Linked DNA regions of Mus musculus: regions 1 and 3 are each linked to region 2. The links are chromatin contacts, called in public Hi-C maps. All regions are on one chromosome and are shown on one strand. Each heading gives the region's core, a stretch centred on a gene start, on an enhancer-like site or on the middle of the called end of the contact. The rest is flanking DNA. Distances are from core to core; before and after follow the strand shown. Region 1 has its middle 190 kb from the start of Mir21c. Region 2 overlaps Nrp1 (neuropilin 1). Region 3 has its middle 220 kb from the start of Gm32590.

Region 1 (4,766 bases), core at 304-2,803, 400 kb after region 2:
TTTTATACAATGACCAGAGGGAAGGTGTGAAGGGAGCTCCTGGAAATAGAGTCAGAGGAAGAATATGAGGTCTAAAAAAGGAGAGAGGAGAGCAAGAGTGTTGAGTGGCCATATGCTGAAATTTCAAATATACTGTCATGTTGGCATTATGATGCAAAATACATATCTCCAGTCTATAGATCTGAAACAGCATCCTGCCTGAAGAGTGCCAACCCATTCAGCATCCAGTGCTGTGCATGGAATAAACATGAATAAAGAAAACATCTAACCAATAAATGTATGAGACAGTTTGAAGCCATACAAGGGCCACCGAGGTAGAGTTTAGGAAGAATTTGGTCGCTCACGCACTTTTGCAACTTCGTGGAAGTTTGGAGTGGAACTTCATGCCCATGCCATCTTATCCCAGTTTCAAACTTTCAATTCATCTTTAATCATAGAAATGAAGGGTCTCATGGAGACACTACACAGGTAAAAGATGAGTGATGAGAGGGTTTTCTATGTGTGAGGTAAGATGCTCTTGCCCTCAAGATCCCTAACTGACACATTTCAAATGCTCCCTCCATTCCCTGACATAATACTCATTTGGCTTTTTGTGCAATTTGAAGAGCCCTATTCTTTCACTTTTCTTTCTTCTTTCTTTCAGCTCAGCATTGAAGCATTATGAACAAACACAAGTGAAAAACAAACACAGTAGCTCTACTGAGTTCATTCAGGGGCAGTTAAGTGTTTGTAAGCATTCAGTCATAACATTCAAACATTCTGACAGTAAACAGCATACTGACTAAACATGTAAAGAGCAAGCCTTCAAAGGGTTTTCCAATGACCAGCACTAGCCCTTCCTAATATAGTCTCCTCTTCCGTAGTAAATGTCTCTGCTTAGTGGAGTCTCATTTGGTGTTCCACCTTTTTTTTCTTCCAAATTTGTAGGAAACTCGGCTTTAGAATTTACACTCTCTGTATGTTTCCATTGTTAAGACTAGAAACTATTAAGATGGCTGAGGAAAATGCTGCCCCCACCCCTGTATCAGTTAAGAAAGGCTGTCATGAGTACTTACTTTTGTTTAAGATTTGAAATTATTAGTTTTAAATCAGAATTAATATTTGGCATCCAGCAGTGAGCATTTATAGTTTAAAAGTAATCTGTCTCAGGAAAATACTAAATGGTGAAATAATGCATGCTTTGCCCTGTGTGCTGTACAGTACATCTAATGAATGGGTCTCAGGGTTGGACTCACATGGTGAAAAGTGGTGGGTCTTTCACAGACCGCCCTGTGACAATGCCTTGTTTTCTGTAATGTGTTCAATTCCAAACACATGGGTATCATTTTTGAAAATGAATTGTGAGGTTTTCACTGTATGAATTTATTTACTCTGTGTGTATGGGTGTTTGCATGTGTTATGTGAATGTGTGGGTGTGCAAGCTATAGCTTGCATATGGAAGTCAAAGGACAACTTGAGCAAATCAATTCTTTCCTTCCACCATGTTGACTTTGGGAGGATTGAACACTGTGCCTTTTCACTGAGAGGTCTTTGCCAGACCTGTGGGTGTTATTTTTGAAGCCAGCTTCATTGATTAGTAGATGTTGTGGAGCTACAGAGGCATATCTGTGAAGTATTCAGTTGGATGGGTCTTTTCTAGCAATTTCCTTTTTTTTTTTTTATCAAGAGAAAAATCGAAGCTATTTTCAATGCAAAAGCAAACTCTGAACAGCACCCACTAGAATTAGTAAAGCAACATTTCATCAGAAAATCACCTGCAAAATTTAGAGCACAATTTACAATTACTAATTGGTGTGTTAAATGGATGCATTCAGAAAGTAGCAAGGGGATGAGTCAATACTTCCAAAAGAACCTTAATTTCAGGATTTCCTGAGTGAGTGCTCCAAATTACCAGCCTACCTCCCCATTAGTGCCCGGGTTAGAGAAGTCAGCTCACCCAGACGTTTGTTGTGTGCATAATTTCAAAATGAATAAATACTACTTTGGAAATCACTCTGGTTCATTTTGCCAAAAGCAACACCCTTTCTGGGCACGCAGCCACTAGATAGTCACCCTACTTTCTTTGTGACTGTGAAACCCTGAAACATTGTTTGCAGATCTATCAAAGGACTCATCGAGTCAGAGGATGATCAGGGAGAATGCGTCAGCCATTAAAATGTAGAAAGGTGAGATCGAAATGGCAAAGATATACAGCTTTTATCTCAGTATGCTGCAAGTAGCTTTTCGATCTTCTACACTAAGAGTGGTATTCTACCATGGCTCAGTGCTCTGCCATGGGGAACACTCCTCTTCTTACCATCTCTCAGTTGTCCATGAATGTGTTTGTAAAGCAGCTGCTGTCCATTTTCAGCTTGTACCCACCCACTGGGCCAACTCATCCATACACAGACCTTGAACTTGAACTAGTGGGTGTAATTTGTAAACTACAGTGAGTGACACTGGGTGGGTGGAGGTGTTCTAACCCTGTTGTGATTTTATCCTAGATGTTTCATCTCCATCTTATGGTGGGAGATCCAACAGACTGCACTTTGTAACAGGAAGTTCTGAACTGTGCTTGGTACACCACAGTTAAATACCCAGTGGTGCCCTGAGACTTGGTCAAGGGATGTCACTATCTGCTGAGGGTGGTTCTCTAGAACCGAATCAGCCTGGATTGAGATTTACCTCTAGAGCTTGTCAGAGGGCCCAGTGCCTCTCCTTCTCCATTCTAACATACAAACAACAAAAAAAAATTCCCCCTAAATACTCATGTGCTAAAGGCTTGATCCCTAATGCAGCATGTTCAAAGATGATGGGATGGTTATTGAGTCATGGGGATTGGATTGGATCATCGGATTCATCTTTGATTGGTTCTTAATTGAATGGCACCATTGGGAGGAGGTAGAAACTGTTGAAGGTAGGGCTTAACTGGAGTAAGAAGGTCTTGAGGCATACCTTGGGGACACATCTTTGTCTTGATCCCAGCTAGGGATTCTCGTACTATATACCTTCTCAATTAGCTCCTCAAAAATTTAGTGCTTTGGAGATATAGCCTAGTTGGGTTCCCAGATACCACAAGGACCCAGGTACAGCAGTGCTCACTTGGAAACTCAATATCAGGGAAGCATAGACAAGTAGATCCCTGGGCTCACAGGCCAGCTAGTTAAGGCTAATAGGCAAGTCCAAGCCAGTGAAAGGTCATTTCTCAAAACAAGGTAGATGGCATTTGAGAAACAATAAAGAGCTAAGGTCCAATGATCTCTGCACACACACACACACGCACACGCACACACACACACACACACACACACACACACACACACACACTTGTCTCAGAGATCTTTGGACTGGTTCTCTCCCAATTTCCAATGTTCCTTCTTCTGACCTACTGAGAGGTCTGTGCTGTGTCCCTCCTGCCTCCTGCCTGCTCAGCATGATGCTGCTATGGCAGTGCCTGTGATTTGTGGTTGCCTGGACCTGTTTGGACTATATTATGACAGAGCAGGATCAACATAGCCCCAAGGAGAGTCTGTAAATGAATTTTCATCTTGCATGAACATGAAGTTTTCTGATCTTTATCCTAATTGTTATTAACGCGTTAATAACAATTGGTGCCGAAACCCGGGACGAGAAAAAACTCGGGACTGGCGCAAGGAAGATCCCTCATTCCAGAACCAGAACTGCGGGTCGCGGTAATAAAGGTTCCCGTAAAGCAGACTGTTAAGAAGGATTCAACTGTATGAATTCAGAACTTTTCAGCTGGGGAACGAGAGTACCAGTGAGTATAGCTTTACGAGGTAAGCCTGGCCTTGAACTTTCTAAGGAAATTCAAGACAGTCTATCAGAAGTAAAGTGGAAAATGGCTTTACAAGTTATGTTTGGCCTTGAATTTTTTCTAGTGTTAGAAGCCCTTTTGTTCCTTTTCACATGTTATCAAGTGGTTAAGGCAGGGCGGATTCTAGATGAAATTCAGGACAAGCTATCAGAAGTAAAGTGGGGAGAGAGAGTAGGAACAAAGAGGAAATATGGTACACAAAATAAGTATACAGGCCTTTCCAAGGGTCTTGAACCCGAGGAAAAGTTAAGGTTAGGTAGGAATACCTGGAGAGAGATTAGAAGAAAAAGAGGAAAAAGGGAAAAGAAGAAAGATCAATTAGCGGAGGTCTCTAGGAAAAGGAGCCTGTGCTCATCGCTGGATGGGCTCGGGGAGCCAGCTCTTAGTAGCTCTGAAGCAGATGAAGAATTCTCCTCTGAGGAAACAGACTGGGAGGAAGAAGCAGCTCATTATGAGAAAAAAGGGTACCAGCCAGGTAAAGTGCTAGCTAATCAGTTAAGGAAGCCAAAAGCGGCTGGCGAAGGCCAGTTTGCTGATTGGCCTCAGGGCAGTCGGCTTCAAGGTCCGCCCTATGCGGAGTCCCCGCCCTGCGTAGTGCGTCAGCCCTGCGCAGAGAGGCAGTGCGCAGACTCATTCATTCCCAGAGAGGAACAAAGGAAAATACAACAGGCATTTCCGGTCTTTGAAGGAGCCGAGGGTGGGCGTGTCCACGCTCCGGTAGAATACTTACAAATTAAAGAAATTGCCGAGTCGGTCCATAAATACGGAACCAATGCTAATTTTACCTTGGTGCAGTTAGACAGGCTTGCCGGCATGGCACTAACTCCTGCCGACTGGCAAACGGTTGTAAAAGCCGCTCTCCCTAGTATGGGCAAATATATGGAATGGAGAGCGCTTTGGCACGAAGCTGCACAAGCGCAGGCCCGAGCAAACGCAGCTGCTTTGACTCCAG
Region 2 (4,962 bases), core at 2,379-4,878:
GCCCAAATTCATTTAAACATCGACTCTTTCAGCAACACTTTCTAAAATCTTCCAAATGTTTCTTTTGGAAGCTGAAAACATAAATGGATTTGCGGGAAGGCGTCTGACCTTACTGATCCTTAACCTGAAAGCCTTTCATTTACTCAACTCAGTTCTTTGAAAGGGTCTTGAGTTCAGAAGTATTAAGAAAGAAAGAAAGAAAGAAAGAAAGAAAGAAAGAAAGAAAGAAGGAAAAGAAAAGAAGAAAGGAAGGAAGGAAGGAAGGAAGGAAGGAAGGAAGGAAGGAAGGAAGGAAGGAAGAAAGGAACCAGTGATAGGGTTTTGTTTGGGGAGGAGTCAGCAGAGGCTAAATACAATCACAAAGATGAGATCTTTGTCCAGTCCCCAGGCAGATCAAGCCTGAAATTAGTAGTCCACGAGATGGCAGTATTGAGTTGGATAGAGCCACATCATGGGTGTCTGTCCAACTGAAGTGGAGTCTTGAAAAGACTTGCATACAATAAAGGAAAGCATGCTATTATGGGCTGCCTTAGGGTCAGACAGAGACCACGTCTTTTTTTTTTTTTTTTTTTTTTAGCATTTCTTTAACTTGCCCAAGTGTTTGATATGAAGTTCTTCAAGTCCTTTCAGTTGCTCTTCAAGGGCTTTCCAGTGCCCCTCCCCCCACTGAACAATGGTGTGAGGGGTTTTAATAGAAAGATTTATTAAATTGATAAGAATGATTTACTATGCATGTTTTGGTTTCCAAGGATTTTTTTTTCAAGTGCTACTGTCAGATTTTGGAAGGAACTCGCTCTATGAATAATCACAAGGAAGTAGGATATAAGTCCTTATAATCAGGAGGTAATGTGACCTCTCAAAGGGTGGGAAGAGTTGGTTCCAAAAGAGAAGTTGGTCACATGATGTGAGCATTTGTACAGAGTCAGCTAGTGCAAAAGGACAGCTTGAGTGTCAAAGGAGAGGGAGTTTTCATGTGTAAGATATTGAAGCATGAAGTGGAACTTCATGAGGCTCAAAAATCTCTCCTGAAGTTACTGCCCTTGGGCAGCAAAACTGACTTTCACAGATGGCATAGTCAACATCCTTGTCCCGGAATGTACTGTTGTGTAACCTCATGGTAGGAAATGTTGATGTGAAAGTGTGAGGTTTTTGACTTTTATTTTTTTCTCTTCAGTCTGCTTTGTACGATATGCAAAAGGGCAGAAAAGCTTCATAAGTGGTTCCATCTACTTTGCTTACACATAAAATTTGCTCTCTGGCCCAGAAAACCACACTGTGCATTATGTTGGCTAACATTCTGATGACATTGTAAAGCATATGAACTTAGCATTTTAGAAATGGCCAAAAAATTAAAAAAAAAACAAATCAATGCATTTCAGTGGGGCTGGGATCTGGATTGTAGAATTCAGTGCTGACAATTCACCTTGGATATGAAGGTGACCAATCATCCAAAGTATCAACAGACATTTGTAGAGGGAAAAACAAACAAATAAAACCAAAAACAAACAAAAAACAAAAAGCCAAAAAGCTGCATAAGGATCAGGAAAGAAGAAGAAAAAGACAGAGAAAGAAGAGAAGAAAGTTGAGTAGAGGAAAGATATGAAGATGCAGGGACCCTGATGGCTAAGCTTTTAAATTATTACTCAGGCCCTGGAGTTGTGCACAGTTCTCATTAAATTCAATAGTAATAATTGGACTAAATCCCTTCTTAAAAATAGCAGGAAACAATATTCTGAACTTAAAACAAATTTATGGCCTCTGTGAGCAAATGCCAGCTGTGCTGCTGAAAGGATCTTGCCTGCAGTTGGGTCATTAAGCACAGGATGTGAGCAAGGATTTAATTTTCAAGTCGAGGTTCCTATCTAGTATGATCACTGCTTGGTTATCAGCTGGTCCTAAAGTCCAAGCAAGAGGGATATGGAAGCCCACACAATCATAAGTCACCAACATACTGTGAGCTGCTGTGAGGATGTGGAAAGACCCTCAGAGGGTCAAAGTCCTTTGTAAAGAGAACTGCATTAAACAGAGGGGTCTGTCCAAGCATGAATACCCTTTTATGCCTCTAATGACAGCAACCTAGGCAGTATATGGATATTGTATTCCTGCTGAGTTTCTTGTATTGATCAGAATCCTCAAGATAAATTTCTCTCCTCTATGTGTGTGTGTGTGTATGCACATGTTCATGTATGTGTGTATATCTATGTGTAAGTCAGAGGTCAATTTCAAATGTTATTCTTCAGGCACCATCCATCTTGTGTTTTGTGATTGGCTCTCACTGGGGCCTGGAACTTGCCATGTAGGCCAAGCCTGCTAGTCAGTGAGCCATGGCGATCTGCCTGTCTCTATCTCTGAGCATGCTCCATATACTCTGCTTTTGTGTGGATTCTGATGATGGAACTCAGGAATTCATGCTTGCACAGCAGGGGTAAGTGCTTGCATACACTTACTGAGATACCCACTCAGTTCTTAAAACAGAATCTTAAGATTTTGCTTAGTTTGTAACTGCTCAGGTAAACAGAATTTTGATGAAGACATAGGGTCTGTCTGAGGCCATCTGTGAAGTGTGAGAGGCCTGTAATGCATCAAGTTTTAGGTGTGGTCAGCCTCACCTTGAGCTAGACCTCTGTCTGGAAGCACATTCCATCTCTGTGAGGCCCATGCAGTGACCTAACCAGAAGGTTGCAGTGAACAGATAGCTTTTAAAGGTCAACAGTTCATGACCCTCCAGTGAGGAGCTGAAGACCAGATTTATAACTCAGACAATGGAATAAACAGGAAACCATATAGACATTGTCTATCTCTATGATCAGCCAGGCTGTTAGAACCAGTCTTTGTCTAGATGGTGGTAGTAACAAATCTTATGGATTCATGCGCTGTACACCTGCCCTCTGACTTTGGTGAATGCTAAGATTGGGCTGACAGCCCCTTGTTTATAAGACCTTCACAAGCATGACCAAGAGGTCCTGTTGAAAGCAAATGTGTTATCAAAACCTCTCCTGGTGTGGTCACCATGACTCTCACTTTCATGCTTTTTGAAGATAGCCATGCTCGTTTAATAGAGGAGATGAGAGACTAACGAAGCAGTAGAGAGACTACTTCAGGGTGCTTCTAATCACTTCTGGCAAGAAAAGAAACTAGATGAGCAACTAAAATGTACATGGCGTCATCACAACTTCATATACTCCCTTCATCCTCTTCTGATAGAGGGCCAAAGACAGTATATTGAGAGTCATAGTCCTACAGCTTCACCCCCACAGAGAAGCCCCATTTGCAGACCAGGGCCGTCCTCCTGGTAACAGACAGGGAAGAGTAAAATATCTGCAGACAGACACTGTGACTAAAGTCAAATTACAACAGGTATGAGCAGGAACACAGCATTTGGGGGATTTCCTTTGCCTAACGTCTGAGGGGTTTGGGATGCGGGAGCAAGCGTTTTGTCAGCTGAACTCCTGAAAACTGGGGGAAAGTTCCAAAGAAGTTTGTCTTACAGTTTAATTAGGTCAATGGTAACAGTGGCCTTTAAGGAAGCATGCTAATTAGGGAAGTCCTTTCTAGTCCTCTGTGAGGCAGTCAGTGTGGAGGAAACACCGATACACACCACACGGTCCATTAATAAATGACTGCAGAGGCCAAGGCTGAGTGAACTTCAATAAAGGAAATGGAAGAATCTGGGAAGCTGACCCTCTCACCTTCCTCTAATGATTAACTCTAAAGTATTTAAAAAAAAAAAAAAAACCTCTGGTTGCTTATACAACTGCTTCCCTTCATGTGAGTCTGTGGGGAAGAATGTCACAGAATACTAACAGAAAACAAAAGAGGGCAGCCTTTGATAACCCGCACGCACGGTTGGGCGGACAGAGTCCTTGGGTTTTCCTCTGAGCTAAAGGATAAGGGGGATGCTCCCAGGGTGTTTCTCAGCCCGGGCACAGTGTAAACCTTGGTTTCCTGAGCCAGTCTTGTGGTAAGTGCTGTTGTAAAACTGCCAACTCTGTGGCAGGCACAACAGACAAACTTTGCGCTTCTTGATTTTGCAGAATGGTGATGAAAATAAATAGTTAGGCTGTGGCTTGTGAGATTTCTTTCCTTCTTCTAGTTTGCAAACACAGGCCACATCAGAGCTGTGCTGTAATTAAACAAAGTATGTCTCTCAATTCCCTGGGGGGAGGGGGGTAGCTGGGACATGTCATTCAGCAATGACTGATGAGGAAGGGAACCCTGTTCATTGGGGCTTACTGGGTACCAAAAGCATGTGGCTTTTACAGCTTTGCTGTTCTCCTAGGCCTTTAGAGCAACTGAAGCCAGGAAGCTCAGTGATGCTATTTTGGTAAGTGGGATTGGAAGGGGTACATGGAATATAGACACATTAGATTTTGATACCTGATTGGATGGTGCTGTCTATAATGGTTGGCTTCTCTGTGGCCAGGACAGTGGTGCCTCCTGAAAAATAAGAGCAGCGGCATACCAAAATAAGAAAACAGAGGCAGTGTGCAACAATGTTTCAAGCTCACATCTCTAGACATTTCTCACAGAAAACTCTTACTTTAGTTCCTTCCAGGACCAATCACATTTGACTGAATCTTAGTCTATCTAATTCAAACAACATTACCATAAGATTGTTTTAATTTTATGCATGCTATGTTTTGTGTATGTTTACATGTGTGTGAAGATTTGCATTAAGTGTGCAGGAGCATGTGCATGTGGATGTTAGAAGATAATCTGCGGTGTCATGTCAGAAATATCACTTGGCTCCTTTGAAACAGGGTTACACAAGTAGGCTAGATTGGCTGGCTAGTGAGTCCCAGGGACCCATTATCTACCTACAAGCTTGTACTATACTCAGCTTTGTGTGTGTGTGTGTGTGTGTGTGTGTGTGTGTGTGTGTGTGTGTGTATTCTAGGGGCTGACTTCAGGTCCTTAGGCTTGACAGGAAGCCCCTTATCAACTGATCCATAGTCCCAACTC
Region 3 (4,465 bases), core at 1,248-3,747, 460 kb after region 2:
ATGTCAAATGAATTAAATTAGATGCTTAAAGATACAACTACATGTTTTGTCTCAGTGGATCCTAGCTATTATGAACACTCACAAAATCATAGATACGTGTATGACAGGAAAGTAGAAGTGAAGTGGTCTGAGAGAAGGAGACTCAACAGGAAGAGAAAAATAAAGGTCATGCACATGTGGGTAACGTGGTCCTAGGACACTAAATTTGTATGAAAACACGTGGGTAACGTGGTCAAAGGACACTATCAATGTGTGTGAAAGTATCTATGAAATTCAGTACTGTCCACCAATGAATATACACACATACATATATGTGAAATTCAGTACTGTCCACCAATGAATATACACACATACATATATGCACACACACACACCAGTGATTAAAAAGAGAAATAGGGGCCAGTGAGATGGTTCAACTGGTAAAAGACACTTGCTGCCAAGCCTAGTGACCTGAGTTTGATTCCTAGAATCCATACAGTGAAAGGAGAGAACCTTAAGCAGTCTTGTGACTGTCACACATGTGCATACACATGCACTCGCACACACACTGATTTATTGTAATAAAATTTTCTTTTACAGGGACATGGTATTAACATCTATCCTACTTAGGTTTTATTGTTAACTTATACAATCAAGAGTCACCTGGGAAAAGGGAGTCTCAATTAAGGAGTTGTCTAGATCACATTGGCCTGTGGCCATGTCTGTGGGAGATTGTCTTGACTATTGATTGATGTGGGAGGGCCCAGTCTACTGTGAGAGGTGCCACCCCTGAGAAAGTGGTCCTGGTTGTATGAGAAAGTAGGCTGGGCATGAGCTAGAGGGAGCAAGGCATTAAACAGTGTTTCTCCATGAACTCTTCCAATTCCTGCTGGATTTCCTGCCCTGACTTCCCCAGTGATAGATAGTGACCTGGAAGTGTAAAATTAAAACAAAACAAAACAACAACAACAAAAAAAACAGAACAAAATAACAAAAAACAACTTTTTTCCTGTCCAAATCCTTTTGCTCAGAGTGATTTATCCCAGCAGCAGAGAAACTCACTAAAGCAGCATGTAACCTCTGCACATCTTCTGTGTATTTAAATCTCAAAGTGACTGAGAGCAGCCAATTTAGCATGCATGCCTTGTTTCCATACTGCTGTATTGCTTATGCAATCAGCAAAGGAATATAATTCAGGACAGACACGATTGTTTCTTCAAATATTCTTAGCCTAGCTTGATTGGTTCCACAGAAGGGAACACAAGTCTATGAAGGGCAGGCTGGACTCACAGTGATATGGAATAGCGGCCATTTACTGAGAAATTATCAGATCAGGATTATGTGAGTAAGATGCCAGGTACTGTGAATATATTTTGAAGTAGATTTTTTTAAAATTCAAAATAAGATAAGGTAACCTTGACCAAATAAAATTAATATCCTATACCATTCATTCATTCATTTATTTAATTCAGTTTTTGAGATAGGCTGTCACTGTGTAGCCCAGGCTAACTTGGAACTTATTTTTGAAAACTCATTTTGATGTGTATGTATATATGTATGCATGCATCATGTGTGTATGTATATATGTATGTATGTATGTATGTATGTGTATATCTGTGTTTGTATATACCCAAGTAAATGTGTCTGTGTACCTGTGTGTGCACATATGTAAAGGCCAGAGGTCAACATCAGGTAAAGTTCTTAAGTACTCTTTATTGTTTAATTTTTATCTTATGTGTATGTGTGTGTGTGTGTCTTCAAGTCTGTACATGAAACACATGATGTGTATAGGGATCCTTAGAGACCAGTATTGAGTATCAGATCCCATGGAACTGGTGTTATAGATGGTTGTGAGCCATCTGATGTGAGTGCAAGTAATAGCAGGTTCTCCGCAAGAGCAGCAAGCTCTCTTGACAGCAGAGACATTGCTTCAGCTCTTTGACCATCTATCTATCTATCTATCTATCTATCTATCTATCTATCTATCTATCTATTTCTTTATCTATGCATCATCTAAACCTAGAGCTTTCCAATTGGCTAGACCAGACATTTTCCTTCCTTAGTGAGACCTCTCTGGAAATATCCTCACAGACAAAGAGGAGCCCCAAGGACCCTCCTGTCCCAGTCCTGGGATTATGATAATGCTGGCCTCTGCCCTTATATCTTCCTCTTCCTCCTTTCCATCGCCTCCTATTCCTCTTCCTCCTGCTCCTTTTATTTTTATTTAATGTGGACACAAGGTTCTCATGCTTTCATAACACTCATTTTATCTCCTCAGCTCTGGCCTTAAACCCTTGGTCTTTCTCTGCATCACTGTGAAAATTGTCCCTGGATTATAAAACAATACCAAAGATCTCTTTTTCCTTCTGAGTGTGGACGGCCATAGGTCCTTCTGTACAGCAAGGGTCACAGTCTTCTAGATATAAGTCATTTTGGGTGCCTGGGCTGTGCATGAGGCAATGTCTTCCCTCCGTCCCCAAAGGTCTATGTGTGCAACCCTGTTGGAGAACTTTCACAAACATTTAACCCTGACCTTTACAGATCCACATTAAACAAACTGCTGTGCCCAGCCTTCTTTCTTGCTATTGTTGCCAGAGTCTGAGGTTTCCTCTGGAATCTAATGGAGTCTCACTCATTTCCTGTCCGGGGAGCTTTGGCATCCAGGGTGCAGACCCCTGGAGGCTGTAGAAGCTCTCAGCCCAGGGTCTGCTCTTCTTCTGGGTCTTTTACCCTATGTCAAGATCTCAGGCCCCTCCTGCCCAGTGACCCGAGTCACAAGAACCAATGTCTCTGGTTGGTGGCCATCTGGCCCTGTACCAGCCCTATGGATGGTTTGGCTTCCATTCCTCTCCAGTCCCCACACCCCTCCCTTCTCTGTGGCCCAGGAGGAAACATTTAGCTCCCAGCTGCTTGCAGCCTGGACTGGCTCTTCCAGCCCCTGCTCCGTGTTCTGGGTTCACTTGGAATGGCTCTGCTTTCCATTCCCAGGCCCTGTCCATGTGTTCTGTTTAAGACGGTGGCCCGCTGCCACGTTCTCTTTTGCTACATTTGAAATTATTTTAATTTGAAGTTGATGCAGTGCAGCTAATTCATTTCATTCTGCCAGCCACACAGTGTTCTCTCTCTCTCTCTCTCTCTCTCTCTCTCTCTCTCTCTCTGTGTGTGTGTGTGTGTGTGTGTATGTGTGTGTATCTCTGTGTGTTTATGTCTCTCTGTGTGTGTCTGTGTGTTGAAAGGAAAATTCCTTTCACATGGCCTTTGTCCCCAGAAATCTGAATATCTCTTTGTCTTGGCACTTCTCCCAGTAACACCATTTCATGCCCTTTTCTTTTGGCCTATTCTTAGGATATCAGGGTGGGGGCAGGGGAGTCTGGGTCTCTTATAATTCTGTTTCTCACATTGGCTACAAGAAGAAGGACCAGCCGCCCCCCCCCCCGCCCCCCCCCCCTGCCTTGGGCAGTCCATCCAGTCTTCCCTGGTAAGCACTCAGCTTTCCTTAGTCCCTTCTTCTGCTCCTTTTAGCCACTTTCCCCTAACTATAGGCAGCTGAGATCCCTGGAGAGCAAGCATCTCACCTTCAGGGTCAGCTCTTTGCAATGTGAGGTAGGGGGATAGAATTAGTTAACTCAGCAAGCATGCTGGCTTATGGGTATTCGTCATTCTGCATCATAGTCATTTTAGACACTAACCCTATCATTTTAATGTTTTGTTATTAAAAACTGTAATATTTTAACCCAGGAGAGTTAGTTATTTGAGAACTTTTATCCAAGATACTAGGGAAGGTCTGAGGCGACAGTAAAGTGCTTGCTCTGCAGACAGAAGTTGAGTTCAATCCATAGCAGCCAAATGTGAATAAAAAGCTGGATATGGTAGTGTGTGCTTGTGATCCCAGCACTAGAGAGAGACAAGAAGATCCTTCACACTCTTAGGCCAGTCAGTCTAGTCTAATCAGCAATTCTCACAAAGATTGTCTCAAAAAAAAAGCAAGGCATACAATACAGCACCCGAGGGGTCTTCTGGATCCTCCAAATCTGTCTGCTTCCATCCTGCCATGTGCACACACAAATATGAATGCACATAAAAGTTAGTAGGAAAACTTTTTTTTTTGGTCCTTTCCTTTGTCAGGGCAGCTTGCCTTTACATTTCTCTCACGCATGATGCCACCAGACCCAAGCAACAGTTCCTATGAGCTTGACCCTGATCCTGTCTCCTGGGTAGAATGTATTCTTGCTCTGTTGACCACAGACCCTTTTCTGGTAACACTGATGCTCATCTGAACAGTCTGGAAGATCAAATGAAAACTTAACTGTGGCTGTGGCTTTAATTTCTGAGATAGGGGCTCGAGCACACATTTCTTCCTTGTTCTTTGATTTTAACTGAGGTTTCCCTGAATCTTTGCTCTGGGTAGGGAGAAGCAGCAGAGGGAGCATGAAGGGCTGGGATTCCTTTCTGTGTTGTTTTTATGGATGACCCATTAGCTAACTTT

The links. Hi-C and Micro-C count contacts between places; a contact is called where the count stands out from the background.
Region 1: a contact with region 2 is called in a Hi-C map of liver, with 3 times the contacts expected there. The contact joins two enhancer-like sites. A contact is called at or near these places in 5 of 484 Hi-C or Micro-C datasets (the N1E-115 cell line, the Patski cell line, Th1 cells and 1 more).
Region 3: a Hi-C map of neural progenitor cells shows a contact between it and region 2, with 3 times the contacts expected there. The contact joins two enhancer-like sites. A contact is called at or near these places in 1 of 15 datasets of contacts at CTCF or cohesin (embryonic stem cells), 13 of 484 Hi-C or Micro-C datasets (CD4 T cells, the HL-1 cell line, the MC3T3-E1 cell line and 8 more), 1 of 115 datasets of contacts at active chromatin or transcription factors (neural progenitor cells) and 1 of 9 other capture datasets (embryonic stem cells).

Annotation. Positions count from the first base shown.
Region 1 is chr8:128,090,293-128,095,058 of GRCm38.p6, reverse strand. No RefSeq gene overlaps it. Among named protein-coding and RNA genes, the nearest start is that of Mir21c, 190 kb to the left of the region's middle. Within about 2 kb of position 1,553, at least 8 of the 459 cell types and tissues checked have an H3K27ac peak or open chromatin away from gene starts, as enhancers often do. A contact at or near this core is called in liver, where this site is marked.
Region 2 is chr8:128,487,372-128,492,333 of GRCm38.p6, reverse strand. Nrp1 (neuropilin 1) reads right to left here. Exons shown (of 17, transcript NM_008737.2): 12 at 4,378-4,437. Gm32643 (a long non-coding RNA gene) reads left to right here. Exons shown (of 7, transcript XR_003947627.1): 1 at 1-3,961. Among named protein-coding and RNA genes, the nearest start is that of Gm32643, 3.1 kb to the left of the region's middle. Within about 2 kb of position 3,628, at least 62 of the 459 cell types and tissues checked have an H3K27ac peak or open chromatin away from gene starts, as enhancers often do. A contact at or near this core is called in liver, neural progenitor cells and uterus, where this site is marked.
Region 3 is chr8:128,023,838-128,028,302 of GRCm38.p6, reverse strand. No RefSeq gene overlaps it. Among named protein-coding and RNA genes, the nearest start is that of Gm32590, 220 kb to the right of the region's middle. Within about 2 kb of position 2,497, at least 128 of the 459 cell types and tissues checked have an H3K27ac peak or open chromatin away from gene starts, as enhancers often do. A contact at or near this core is called in liver, neural progenitor cells and uterus, where this site is marked.